Regions from separate parts of the Sus scrofa genome. Here region 2 is linked to region 1. A link is a contact called in public Hi-C data. All regions are on one chromosome and are shown on one strand. Each heading gives the region's core, a stretch centred on a gene start, on an enhancer-like site or on the middle of the called end of the contact. The rest is flanking DNA. Distances are from core to core; before and after follow the strand shown. Region 1 holds the start of SMIM4 (a long non-coding RNA gene). Region 2 holds the start of BAP1 (ubiquitin carboxyl-terminal hydrolase BAP1).

Region 1 (6,096 bases), core at 942-3,441:
GCATCTTGTGACAAACAACCATAAAATTAATAAAAGCTATCCTGCATGGGGCACTTACCCGGACTTGTAGGTGTTTTTTAAGCATCATCTCTTTATCACAACAATCACACACGAGCAGAATGGTCAAAGAGCACCGCTTTGTCAAACCACATCCCTACTCCACACATATTCCCTTAGCTGGTCTGTGCCTCACTTCCCTTATCCACAAAATAGAGACCTTCCTCTGATCCTGTGGGGATTTAGAGAGATAATACAAATAAAGCACTTAACCCAATGCCTGGAGTCTATCAATTTACCTTACCTATAATATGATCATCAAGATGATGATTTTGAGTTCTAGATCTTTACATATATTCTACTAAAATTGCCCTATTTTCATCTCCCCCCCCCCAATTTCATGGCCGCCCCCAAAGCATATGGAAGTTCCCCAGCCAGGGATTGAATTCCAGCTGCAGCTGTGACAACTGTGGGATCCTTTAACACATCGTGTCAGGCTAGGCAGGGGATCTAACCTGAACCTCCCCAGCCACCAGAGCTGCTGACGATTCTTTTTTTCTTCTCTTCCCCCACCCTGCAGCCAGGGACCAGATCCCAGCCGCAGTTGCAACCTAAGCTGCGGTTGCAGCAACACCGGATCCTTAACACGCTGTGCTGGCCATGGATTAAACCTTCATCCCAGTGCTCCCAAGACATAGATCCTGTTGTGCTACAGCAGGAACTCCTCTTCATCTCCCTTTTTAGACAGGGAACTAAGAGCTCAAGCCAGATAGAAATAGAGCCCTGACACCAGAGCCTTCACTCTCTCTATGCTTGCTGAAGATGTAAGGGGCTGTCACCTCATTACCTAAAGCTAAAAAAACTGGGGCGTATCTTTGAGAAGGGAGACAATTATTAGACAATCCAAGAAAGTCAAATGAAAACTTAGAACCAATAAGAGAGTTTGGTGATGTGGCCACAAAATATACAAAAACAGGCTAAAGAGACTGCACAAGCAGGGCCCCTGGAAAGTCTAGGGTCTTCTGCTCAGCCCTCAGGCCCAAGCTCCTGCCTAGATAACATGCCTTCTTCTGGGGCCAACCTCACCCAACCACATGCACACACTCCTTCTCTTATCACTCGTTTCTCTTGGTGGCTCTGGGGGCTAGACATCGCAGAGCACTCATCTCCCACCTAGAGAAGGCTTACATATGGCCAATTCCTCACCAGGGCCTTAGGTGTGGGGGGCTCTGCCACCCACCCACAGGCCCCACCCACAGCCTTCATCCTGCACTTGCACTTGGCCCAGGGTCTGGCACACTAGGTCTTCAGCCTAGGTGCAGTGAATTTTCGAATGCACACACACCCTTAGATTCCGCGAGGCCACCGCAAGCACCCCCAGGGAAACAAGAGTGTCCATCAGGCCAGCTCTCCACGGACTAGGCCCACTGGCGCAGGGTCGGTCTTCTCAGGAACCAGGGCATAGGCTGGGATATGCGGACTGAGAAAATTGATCTGAGTGGAAGAAACGCAGGTGGAGAGTGGTTCCCAGCAGCAAAGAGGAATTTGATTGGGAAGTCTGGTAATATTGCTAGAAGAGCAAGAAGTGTCCTGCTCGGGGAACCAAAGAGTGGAGCAGGTTGGTGGGGCGACTTGCTGATGTAGGAACCAGGCAGGGCAGTGACCCCTGGCCAACGGTCTCTGCTCCTAGTTAAAAGGGGTCATCTGTGTAACGCACAGGAGGGAGAGAGATGGAGCTGCTTTAGCGGATGTTGGCTGCACTATGGGTCCCAAGGTCTCACCCAGCGTGGGGCTGGTACTGGGAAGCGCGCGAGAGGGGCTCTTTATCCACTAGATAAATGAGTGAAACGGACCGGCCTCTGGTCCGCGGGCAGAGTCAGTCATTGGCAGGAGGCTGGGAACAGGACCTCTACTGCAGGACTGGGGGGAGGGGGGGAAATCTAAGGTCAGGAGGACAGGAGGTGGGGGAAGGGGCAGAGGGACCTGGGAGCCGAGGAGGAAAAAGAAGACCAGGGACCAGGGTGGACTCGCCGCTCTCCGGCATTCTCCTCTCTGAGCCCAGGTCGTCCGGAGACTCGCGGGGCCTCCCGGGAGAGCAGAAGAAGCTGCCATCGCTGTAGTAGATACCGAAGCGGGGGGCGGGGGGGCCTCTGAGTCCTCCTCCGCCGCGCCGGGGACTGGGGGAGGGGGCGGGGGAGCCCGCCCCGCCCTGCCCAGGACCTCCCGCCCCCTGGGCCGAGGGGCGCACCCATTGGCCGCCGGGCTCTGGGCGCCGCGCCCATTGGCCCGCTGCTGTGAGAAGCACGCGGCCACCGTGGCGGGCGCGCAGTCAGACGGCGGTGGACTGGACGGAGCGCCGAGGGCTGTGCGGGCGGCGCGCAGCGGGCATGGCGGGTGCGGGCTTGCGGGCGGCTGCTCGGCGCTACCTGCCGCGCCGAGACCACGGCGGGCCGCGAGCCGCCTCGTCCTCGCCCTCCTGCCCTGGCTGCGGCCCCCCGGGTCCCGGCGTCCACTGCCCGGGCGTCCCGCGCTCCACGCCCTCCCCGGCGCCCGCGGGCGCTGCCGAACCTAGTGCGCACCTGTGGGCTCGATACCAGGACATGCGAAGACTGGTGCACGGTGAGTGAGCCGAAGCGGGACGAGCTTCGGGGGTGTAGCCCGAGGGACGGCACATCGCGCGCCGGGAGGACGGACAAACAGATCGAGCGCCTGGGCGCCGCTCCTCGGGTGAAGCGCCCTGGTAGGGCTCGCCAGGGCCACGGAGCTTCAAGGCCAGGCAGCTCTTCTGGAGGAACCGCGGCGGGTGGTCCTGGGGGCCTCCGGGGACGCCCCGACGACTTGAAGCGGGCGGGCGCGAGGTTCCTCACGACGCCGGGTCGGCAGGAGCTCGGGGTTCTCCTAGCAGCCGCCGGAAGGCGAGGCCCCGTGGTTTTTCCTCAGGGTCCCGCCTGCTGGGAGACGGCTGCGGAAACGCCCCCAACCTCTTGTTCTCTTCGGGGCCCTTAGTTGGGGCGGGAGTACCGCAGACAAAGCCAGCCAGCCGACCGGCGGCGCTGGCCAGAGCGGGCTCCTGGCAACTCCAGACCTAAGGGTGGCGACTAGGCTCTTCGGACCCTCTGGAATCCAGCGGTCTTAGCCCAGGAAGGGAAGGTGTTGTTTGGAGAAAGACATCAAGTCGCCCCAGTCCCCTGGAATACAGAGAGGTTGCTGCTTCCTTGACCAGGGCGCTTACTCCTCTGTCCTCTCTCCCTCAGCGAACCAGGCAGATGAGGCCCCAGGGCACCCTGGTGAGGCCAGAGGGCTGAAAGGGCTGAATATTTGCCCTGGACTCGGGGGCCCTGTCTGCAGCAGACAGATGTCCTCGGGTCTTGGTCCTATCACTGACCAGCTGGGTGGCGCTCTGCAAGCCTCGTTTCTCTCATACCCTCAGCGTCATACCCTCAGTGTCCTAGGGCCCATGTTACAGAGCTGTGGTGATGACTTGGAAAGAGTCAGACCAAGAAGGAAGAGGGGAACTTCCAGAGGAGCCCCTCAGGGGTGACGTGGCTTTCATTGGCTAATGAGACAGAGTAGTGGTATCTGGAAGATTCCAACTGCCTGAAGGATAGATTTTGCTCCAGCTGTGGGGAGACCTGGGAGCGGTGGGTGGGCATGACTCCCCTCTTGAGAAGCTGAAGGCGGAATAAAGCCCCTGAAAAATGGTGATTTTGAAGCCTTTGAGCCTTTATTAGGACCCCCACTCCTCCAGTGGACAGGGCACACCTGTGGTACTAATTAAGGAGATGTCGCTGGGCCTGGGGAAGACCCTCTGTAGAGCAGCTTGAGAAGCCTGCCTTGTAGGCATTGGGAGGGAAGTCTAGTGGGGTTTGTCATTCAGACCCCACCTGGATCTTCAGGTCTTCACAGAGACAACCCCTGCCCCCCAGGTTCCTCTTTTTTAAATTTTTTTGCAATTATAGTTTATTTACAATGTTGTGTCATTGTAATTTCTGCTGTACAGCAAAGTGACTCATTCTTTTCTTTTTTTTTTTTTTAGGGCTGCTCTTGTGTCATATGAAAGTTCCCAGGCTTAGGGGTCAAGTCAGAGCTACAACTGCTGGCTTACACCACAGCCACAGCAACGTCATATCCTTAACCCACTGAGCAAGATCAGGGATCAAACCCACAATGTTCTCATTGATACTAGTCGGGTTCGTAATTGATGAGCCACCACAGGAACTTTTTATTCTTTTAATATATATATGTATATGATTTTTCCATTAAGGTCTGTCCCAGGAGATTAGACATAGTTCCCTGTGCTATATAGTAGGACCTTGTTTATCCATTCTAAATGTAATAGTTTGCATCAACTAACCACAAACTCCCAGTCCACCCCACTTCCTCCCCCATCTTTGGCAACCACAGGTCTCTTCTCTGTTTGTTAATCTGTCTCTTTTATAGTCATGTTCATTTGTGCCATATTTTAGGTTCCACATATAAGTGATATCATATGGTATTTGTCTTTCTCTTTCTGACTTAGTATGAGAGTCTCTAGTTGCATCCGTGTTGCTGTAAATGCATTATTTTGTGCTTTTTTATGGCTGAATAGTATTCCATTGTGTGTGTACCACATCTTAATCCATTCATCTGTTGATGCACGTTTAGTTTGTTTCCATATCCTGGCTATTGTGGATAGTGTTGCTGTGAACATAGGCGTGCATGTATCTTTTTGAATTACAATTTTGACCAGATATATGACCAGGAGTGGGATTGCTGGGTCATATGGTAATTATATTTTTTGTTTTCCATAGTGATTGTATCACCTTACAGTGCAGAAAGGTTCCCTTTTTTCCATATCCTATCCAGCATTTGTTAGTTGTAGGCTTTTTGTTTTGTTTTGTTTTGTTTTTTTGGCCACGTGTATGGCATTAGAAGTTCCCATGCCAGGGATCAAACCCAGGAGTTCCATTTTGGCACAGCAAAAACGAATCCAAATAATATCCATGAGGATGTGGGTTCGATCCCTGGCCTCGCTTAGTGGGTTAAGGATCTGAGGTTGCTGTGAGCTGTGGTGTAGTCACAGATGTGACTCAGATCTGACCTTGTTGTGGCTGTGGTGTAGGCTGGCAGCTGTAGCTCCGATGCTACCTCTAGCCTGGGAACTTCGATATATTACAACTGTGGCCCTAAAAAGGCAAAAAAAAGTGGGGGGGGAATCAAACCCATGGGACATATGCCACTGCTGCAGCTACCCTGGATCCTTAACCTTCTGTGCCCAATTGAGAACTCCTGTAAACCTTTTAATAATGGCCATTCCAACCTGTGTGAGGTGGTATATCATTGTAGTTTTGATTTACATTTCTCTAATAATTAGTGATGTTGAGCATCTTTTCAGGTGCCTAATGGATATCTCTATGTCTTCTTTAGAGAAATGTCTTTTGTTTCGTTTTGTCTTTTGTCTTTTTAGGGCTGCCCCCACGGCATATGGAGGTTCCCAGGCTAGGGGTCTAATTGGAGCTGCAGCTTCCAGCCTACAACACAGCCACAGCAATGCCAGATCCACGCTGTGTCTGCGACCTACACCACAGCTCACGGCAACACTGGATCCTTAACCCACTGAGTGAGGCCAGGGATTGAACCTGTAACCTCATGGTTGCTAGTCGAATTTGGAGAAATGTCCATTTAGGTCTCCTGCCTATTTTTCAATTGGGTAGTTTGTTTTTTGGTTGTTGAGTTATATGAGTTGTTTGTATATTTTAGAGATTAAGCCCTTGTTGGATGCATCATTTCCAAATATTTTCTTTCATTCCATAGGTTTTCTTTGCAGGTTTTTTTGGTTTTTTTATAGTTTCCTTTGCTGTGCAAAAGCTTGTAAGTTTGATTAGGTCCCATTTGTTTATTTTTTGTTTTATATCTATTGCCTTGGAAGAACAACCTACGAAAACATTTGTAGGATTAAGTTAGAAAATGTTTTGCCTATGTTCTCTTCTAGGAGTTTTATGGTATCTTGTATTAAGTTTAAGCCATTTTGAGTTTATTTTTGTGCATGGTGTGAGGGTGTGTTCTAATTTCATTGATTTACATGCAGCTGTCCAATTTTCCTAGCACCACTTGCTGAAG
Region 2 (6,961 bases), core at 2,804-5,303, 130 kb after region 1:
AAGCTATTAAGAAAAACAAGCAAATGGGGCAATGGATCTGAGGCTGAATGCAAAAACAGAGTATACAGACTGTACAGCAAAGCTATAGGACATTCAAAGCAAAGGGGACCATATACTCACAAGACAGAAATAATGCACACTGAGATTGTCTTTCTGAAGAAATTCCCCTAATTTTTCAGGATCCCCAGGTTCTCGAAGGCATAGCCGGCAAACTGGAAGAGAGAATGTTAATTATTCATTTGTGGGGAGTTCCTGTCCTGGCTTAGTGATAAATGAACCCAACTTGTATCCATGAGGATGTGGGTTAGATCCCTGGCCTCATTCAGTGGGTTAAGGATCCGGCATTGCGGTGAGCTGCAGTGTAGGTGACAGATGTGGCTCGGTTCTTGTGGTGTTGTGCTGTGGCACAGGGTGGCACAGCTGCAGCTCCGATTTGATCCCTAGCCTGGGAACCTCCATATGCCTCGGGTGCAGCCCTAAAAAGACTTTTAAAAAATGCATTTGGGATTGTAACTATTACTCTACTTACAAGGAGGAGTAGAGTACTGAGAAAAGTCATTATGACAAGGAGGAGGTTGGGATGAAGTGTTATTTGACATCAGTTAGGCTTTTATATAATTTTAGCCATATCTAAAGGAGTTAGCTGCACCTGTTCACTTCATATACTTCTATCTCAGGTGGCTTTCATTAACTTGTTTCTTGAACTTTGGACATGACATTTAAAAATTACAGGAGATCCCACTGTGGCAGTGGGTTAAGGATCCAGCATTGTCTCCATTGCAGTGCAGGTCACTACTGAGGTGCAGGTTTGATCCCTGGCCCAGTGCAGCGGATTAAGGATCCGGCATTGCCAAGCAGGGGCATAGGTCAAAGCTGTAGCTCAGATTCAGTCCCTGGCCCAGGAACTTCCATATGCCGTGGGTGTGGCCAAAAAAAGAAATTACAGACCTTGAGTTTTCCAGGATCCTAGATTCTGGGAAGGAACTGACAGTGAGAGGATCAAGTTTACTGCCCTACAGAGGTGGCCTTTGCTAAGGTCAGGAAGCAGCAGTTGAACAGAATATCCAGTCTTTCTTACCAGGCCCTGAAGAAGGCTTCCTCTGGGTTACCCTCCTTGTCTTGGCAGATTTTCTATACAAGAGATGGAATAAGTACAAGGTAGTCTTTAAGGATTCTGTTGACACTTCTTGTAACATTTCCCTCAAAATGCCACTGATGGGTCTGATGAAGGACCAAAATAGCTAAAGGCTAAGGCATCAGTTTTCTTTTTCTCTTTCATATTTTTTAAAAGCACAAAACATATCCTTCAACTTACACTGAATTATGTGAGATTATAGCCATCTTTCTCTTCAAGTACTTGTGCTGCCTATGTTGAATGAATGCACGAGCAAACCCCCTTTTATCCTCTTACTATTAATACTTTTAGTTACCTTGAATCCCAGGTGGTACCAAGTTCACAAAACATTATAAAATGATACTAAAATCTACTAAGAGTCTCCTCTTTCTAAGCAATATTCTTCGTTCTTTATAAGCGTTAATCCAATGGATCTACAGAATGCTCTAAAAAGTAGGTGCTATTATTGCATATTTTCCAGATGAGGCCTAAAGAAATGAAGTGACCTGTCCCCTAGTTAGCAAGTGCTAGAGCCAGGATATGAATCTAGGCAGTAGGGACAGCCCTGGGAGGAGAGGTTATTGGATAGCGTATAGGAGACGACTGGTGTGTGCTTCTGCACTAACCAACCCTAGCCTCCATGACCATGCAAAGTGGACAGAAAGGGAAGCATATACTACAGGCCACTGGACAATTGTTCCCAAACTCCCTTATGGTGCCTACTCTACCTCAATCTTTGACGTTTCTTCTTCTTTTCTTTTATAGTCTTCATTCGCTACTGCCTCTCTCTCCTATCTTGAATCTTCTACACTATAATGAGGACAATACAGGATCTTCCAGCTATAAATATAAACAAGTCAGCAATTAAACCTATATTTGGTTATCAAGTTCCACAGGGTCAAAGCAACAGTGCACTTCACCTTCCCATCCATGTGATGGAATAAAAGGGACCCATCCAGTATCAATGCTATAAAGAGCCGGTAATTATTAAATCTTGCCAAGAACTGTTCTGGGCATTTTACATTTAACTCACAAAAATCCCTTGCAATAGGTACCATTTTATCCCCATTTTCCTGATGAGGAGACTGAGGCACAGAGAGGTCACAGAGAGGCACTTGCTCAAGATCAGTTACTGCTATCGCAGAGCCAAATGAGAACTTGGAATTATTGCTTGAACTGGCTAAATGGCTGTGTGTGCCTAGTAAATGCCTGAGGTAGCACTCAGGAAAAACAGCTCCTTTTTCCCCCAGGTATGGGTGCCTTAATTCTGCCCAGAAAAAGTTAGATTAGATAGCACTTTCCTAGGAAAAGGAGCCTCTGGGATTTTGGTTACCCAATGCAAGAACTCCCTCTAGTGAGAGACAACAATGACAAGTTATCCCTTGGCTCCTACCACTTTTCACCAGGCTTAAATGGTCACTGAGGTTTGGCCTGTTTTCAACCTTCCTCTAGATCTGAGCCAAGGGTAAAAGGCCCCATAGTGGAGAAGACACCCTGCCACTCCTCCTCCCACCAATGTCAGCTGATTACAAATTCACTTCAAATTCACAGTTTGTATTGGTTAAGGTGGAAATCCCTGAATGGCAAGCGGGATAAAAGAAATAAAATCCACTCCTACGAAGGAAGGACTGTGTCTACTCAAAGGAGAGAAGGACAGCATTTCTTAAGAGAGCTGAGTGAATCAGGTCACTCCAGGAACACACACTCCGCATCCATGTCCTCAGAGCACAGCTGGAGAACATGAACATCTTTAGGGACCACTATTCTGCACAAACTAGTTACTCCTCAGGCAACTAGCTGTTCAGAAAACTAAGGCTCCATCTCCTCTTCTAATCCACGAGTGCCACTTGCATTGGTAAATGATATTTGATGGCTTCTTACTCAACAAAAGCCCTTAGACAGACTGGAAGAGGAGAAAGAAGGGTGTGCACTAGGGGATCCACTTGGCTATTGTGCAAGTCCCAGTAAGTGGGGGAGTCCCGCACATCTAGCAATAGAAATAAAACCTTGAAACTTCAGTTCTTTGCATCGCTGGACAAGACGTTCCTTGAATGGGATTCTGAGCACACTGGTAGTTACAGGAAGACGCAACAATCTTCAAAGCGTGTGATGAGAGACGTTGCAGATGCTGGCTTCCACAAGCTGCTCAGTCCGAGGTTTGCTACCGAGCGGATGCTCCCTTGAAACGGTGACCAAATTGTTTCACTGGCTAAGTGCTGGGTAAAAGCTTGTTGAAAAAATTAAAAATAAATAAGCGTGTTCGGCCCCGCCGCCGCAAGAATAAACAATGGTTTATTTGGAAAATACGTATCGGTGTGGCCACAAGCGGCCCCCGGAGGTAACAGCCGGAGAAGGGGCTCAAGGAGCATCCCATAGATGCCGGACCAGGCTCATGTCGCGCCTGCCGGGCGGCTGGTACGGGGCCGGGCCGGAGGTCGCCTCCGCCGCTTGCTCCTCACGGTAGCACACCGCCTGCAGCTACCGGCCGGGGCCGCTCGCCCAGCTGTCGCCGAGGGAGCCGCTGTCCTGGAGCTTTATTCGTTGTCACAAGCCGTGGTTGCTACCTCACGGGCGGCCGCCCCGCGCGGTGACTGCGCCGGCGAAGGGGGCGAGCGCGCAAACGAGAGCCGGGTCACGCGGACTGTAACCCAGGGAAACTGCGTTCACGGGGACCACCGCTGCACTGACCGTTGGCAAGGAAGGATCGCTAACGGCCGCGAGCTAACGGCCGCGCGCCCGCCCCTCCCCGCCCCTGCTTCTCGCGCCACCGGCGTACCCACTCCGCCCCCTCCGCTCGGCCCCGCCCCATCTCGCCCCGCCTTTTCCTCGCGCGCCTCTGGTACTCAACACCGCCCTCGCTCCTCCCCTTCCTCTTGCCCCACCCTCCCGCGCAAGCGCCGGCGTCTGGAGTCGAAATCGCGGAAGACGAGCTCAGAAGCGGGGTGGAGACCGTCGCGCCGTGGTGACGTATGCCGCCGGCGCGGGCGGGTGACGCGGCAGGGCCCGTTGTCTGTGTGGGGGGCTAGGAGCCCCGGGGGCGGCGGGGGGCTCCCGGCGGGGGCGGCAGTGGGTCGGGGGGCCTGGACATGGCGCTGAGGGGCCGCCCCGCGGGAAGATGAATAAGGGCTGGCTGGAGCTGGAGAGCGACCCTGGTGAGGAGGGGACTGGGCAGGCCGGGAGCTGGGGAGGCCGGGTGGGTCCGGGATGCGCCTTTCTGACTACCACCCGCTCTTCTTGTCGCTCCACCCAGGCCTCTTCACCCTCCTGGTGGAAGATTTTGGTAAGAGCCTCTCCTACCCGCCAGTTCTGGGCTGTGGGGGCCCACTCCTGCGCCCTTGCTCCATAGCCAGGGGCTGCCCTTCCCCACTTATTTTCTTCCCTGATCGCAGGTGTCAAAGGGGTGCAGGTGGAGGAGATCTATGACCTTCAGAGCAAATGCCAGGGGTGAGTGGCTTGGCGCCAGGGCCGCCCCTTACACCCCAAGGGCTAGGGAGGGGCCCGGGAGAGAGTGCGCCTCAAGGAAGGGAGTACCAGTAGCCCCAGTTTGTAAAATCTCATATAAGGAAGCATCCCTCCTCTTTGGGTGTCCTCCTGATGAAGCCAGTACTGTATTTTTGTTTCCCCCAGTTTTCCCTCAGTACTTCCCTTTGGATGGTAGCCTCTTTCCCCCAGTTCAATTCCTAACGTCTTTTGGAATAAATTTAGTTGCTCTTTTGACTTTCCTGCCAGAAACCCCACTCACTTGACCTAGGTCATATGTTGCCTTTTTGTGCAGCTGTAATTTATTACTGCTTTAATGTGCTCGTGTGCCAGTGGTTTTAATCTCCACATAGGGGTCTCGTCTAGATTGGCTGGTGTGTGACATCTGACAAGGCATCTTTCTGGGTGACCATCTTCAGGGTCTTGTCTTGGTGGTCCTGTAGAATAGAGGTGTGGAGGAACAGCTACAGTGACTAAACGGAGAAGTCTGCTTTTATTTCGCAGGAAAGAAGGGACTGATACGGGTTTTCATTTACTTCCCTGACAGCACTGGGACTTGGGCCCTGGGCTTCACAAGTGTGAATCAGTGTTTAAATTCCTCATCACATTTTTTTGTTCTAGCCTTACCATCTGTTGCCACCTGGTCCTGGGCCATTGGTTCCAGTTTTTCTTTTCTTATCCCAGAACTGTATACTTTATAAGGATACTGGATGGACTCCTGGAGCACCACAGCCAGAAGCTGATACTTGACTGCCTCCAGTGGGCTTCTGGGGAGTGAGGGCTCAGGGCCACTTTGGGCATTGCTGGGAAGAAGCCAAGGGAGAGATGGGATCACAAGACAGGCACCTGAGTAGTAATGTGGTGCAGAGGAATAGGGAAGAGGAAAGGGGGTACAGATTGCCTTCCACCATTTGACTGGTCTAGCTCTATGCCTTACTTTCCCCAGCCCTGTGTATGGATTCATCTTCCTGTTCAAATGGATCGAAGAACGCCGATCCCGTCGCAAGGTCTCTACCTTGGTGGATGATACATCTGTGATTGATGATGATATTGTGAATAACATGTTCTTTGCCCACCAGGTCTGCTGGGCTCTGTGTTCTTTCTGGAGGGTGGGGTGCTATCATTTTCTTCACTTGGAAGGTGGGGGAAGGCAGAAGGAGGAGATAGGCAGACACCATAGGTGGTGGTTACAGAAGTCCCTTGGTAGAAGGAACTGAGCTCTTATTCATAAAAAAAGGGGGGCCTCGGGAGTTCCCTTTGTGGAACATTGGAAATGAATCTGACTGGTATCCGTGAGGATGAGGGTTCGATTCCTGGCCTCGCTCAGTGGGTTGGGGGTCCAGTGTTTCTATGAGCTGTGACGTAGGTTGCAGATGTGGCTCAGATCCCACGTTGCTGTGGCTGTGGTGTAGGCCAGAAGCTGTAGCTTCAATTCGACCCCTAGCCTGGGAACTTGTATATGCTGTGGGTATGGCCCAAAAAAGCAAAAAACCAAAACAACAACAACAACAAAAAAAACGGGGGTGGGGGTCGGGGGAACCTTTTTAGGACAGGGTGGTATCTGAGTCCATTCTCCATGTCCCCTGACAACTGATGGGTAATTAGGTGAATGAACAAATACTGGGTAAAGATGAGGGGAGTTGGTGAGGATTGTCCAGATATGGCTGTCCCTCTCTGGGTCCCCATTTCTGATGAGTATGGGTTTGGGATGAGGGATGCTGTGTATGGGTGACTGTTCCTTGTTTCACAGCTGATCCCCAACTCTTGCGCCACTCATGCCCTGCTGAGTGTGCTCCTGAACTGCAGCAGTGTGGACCTGGGGCCTACCCTGAGTCGCATGAAGGACTTCACCAAAGGCTTCAGCCCTGAGGTAGGCTGCAGTGCCTTAATCCTCCTTCATAGCTGGCTAGGTAGAGCCACTGGTAATGTTACTACATAGCGCTTCTCACTGTGAGGCTTTTCCCTTTTCAGACCATATTTATGTTACATTTGACTGGTGAATTAGTCATGTAAAGCAGTTTTTTTTAAGGCCCATCTTTTGGGGGCTCCAGAGTCAGGAGAGTCCACCTGTGTTTCTTCAAGTTCTTGGAATGCCTCTAGGCCTGCTCTCCTGAGCTCTGTTTCCCACCCAAGACCTACCTAGAAGTTGCTCTGATGTGATCTTATTTTCTTCCTTCTAGAGCAAAGGATATGCGATTGGCAATGCTCCGGAGCTGGCCAAGGCACATAATAGCCATGCCAGGTGTGTGGGAACTTGGGAGCTGATGGGGTGGAGGCGAGGAAGAGTTGTCCCATTCTGGGCACTGACTGTGTCCTTTCCCAGGCCCGAGCCACGCCACCTCCCTGAGAAGCAGAATGGCCTTAGTG

Evidence for each region. Hi-C and Micro-C count contacts between places; a contact is called where the count stands out from the background.
Region 2: a contact with region 1 is called in a Hi-C map of liver, with 6 times the contacts expected there. The contact joins the promoter of BAP1 here to the promoter of SMIM4 in region 1. A contact is called at or near these places in 2 of 5 promoter capture datasets (fetal liver and liver), 1 of 47 Hi-C or Micro-C datasets (liver) and 1 of 2 datasets of contacts at active chromatin or transcription factors (alveolar macrophages).

The regions. Positions count from the first base shown.
Region 1 is chr13:34,675,718-34,681,813 of Sscrofa11.1, reverse strand. It overlaps SMIM4 (a long non-coding RNA gene), which reads right to left and starts at 2,191. Exons shown (of 3, transcript XR_002337556.1): 1 at 1,981-2,191; 2 at 1-1,491. NT5DC2 (5'-nucleotidase domain-containing protein 2) reads left to right here and starts at 2,284. Exons shown (of 14, transcript XM_021068900.1): 1 at 2,284-2,616. The coding sequence starts at 2,385.
Region 2 is chr13:34,550,630-34,557,590 of Sscrofa11.1, reverse strand. It overlaps BAP1 (ubiquitin carboxyl-terminal hydrolase BAP1), which reads left to right and starts at 4,053. Exons shown (of 16, transcript XM_005669632.3): 1 at 4,053-4,266; 2 at 4,365-4,394; 3 at 4,504-4,558; 4 at 6,345-6,464; 5 at 6,775-6,836; 6 at 6,918-6,961. The coding sequence starts at 4,550. PHF7 (PHD finger protein 7) reads right to left here and starts at 3,773. Exons shown (of 11, transcript XM_001928213.4): 1 at 3,121-3,773; 2 at 1,843-1,954; 3 at 1,079-1,131; 4 at 121-212. The coding sequence starts at 1,886.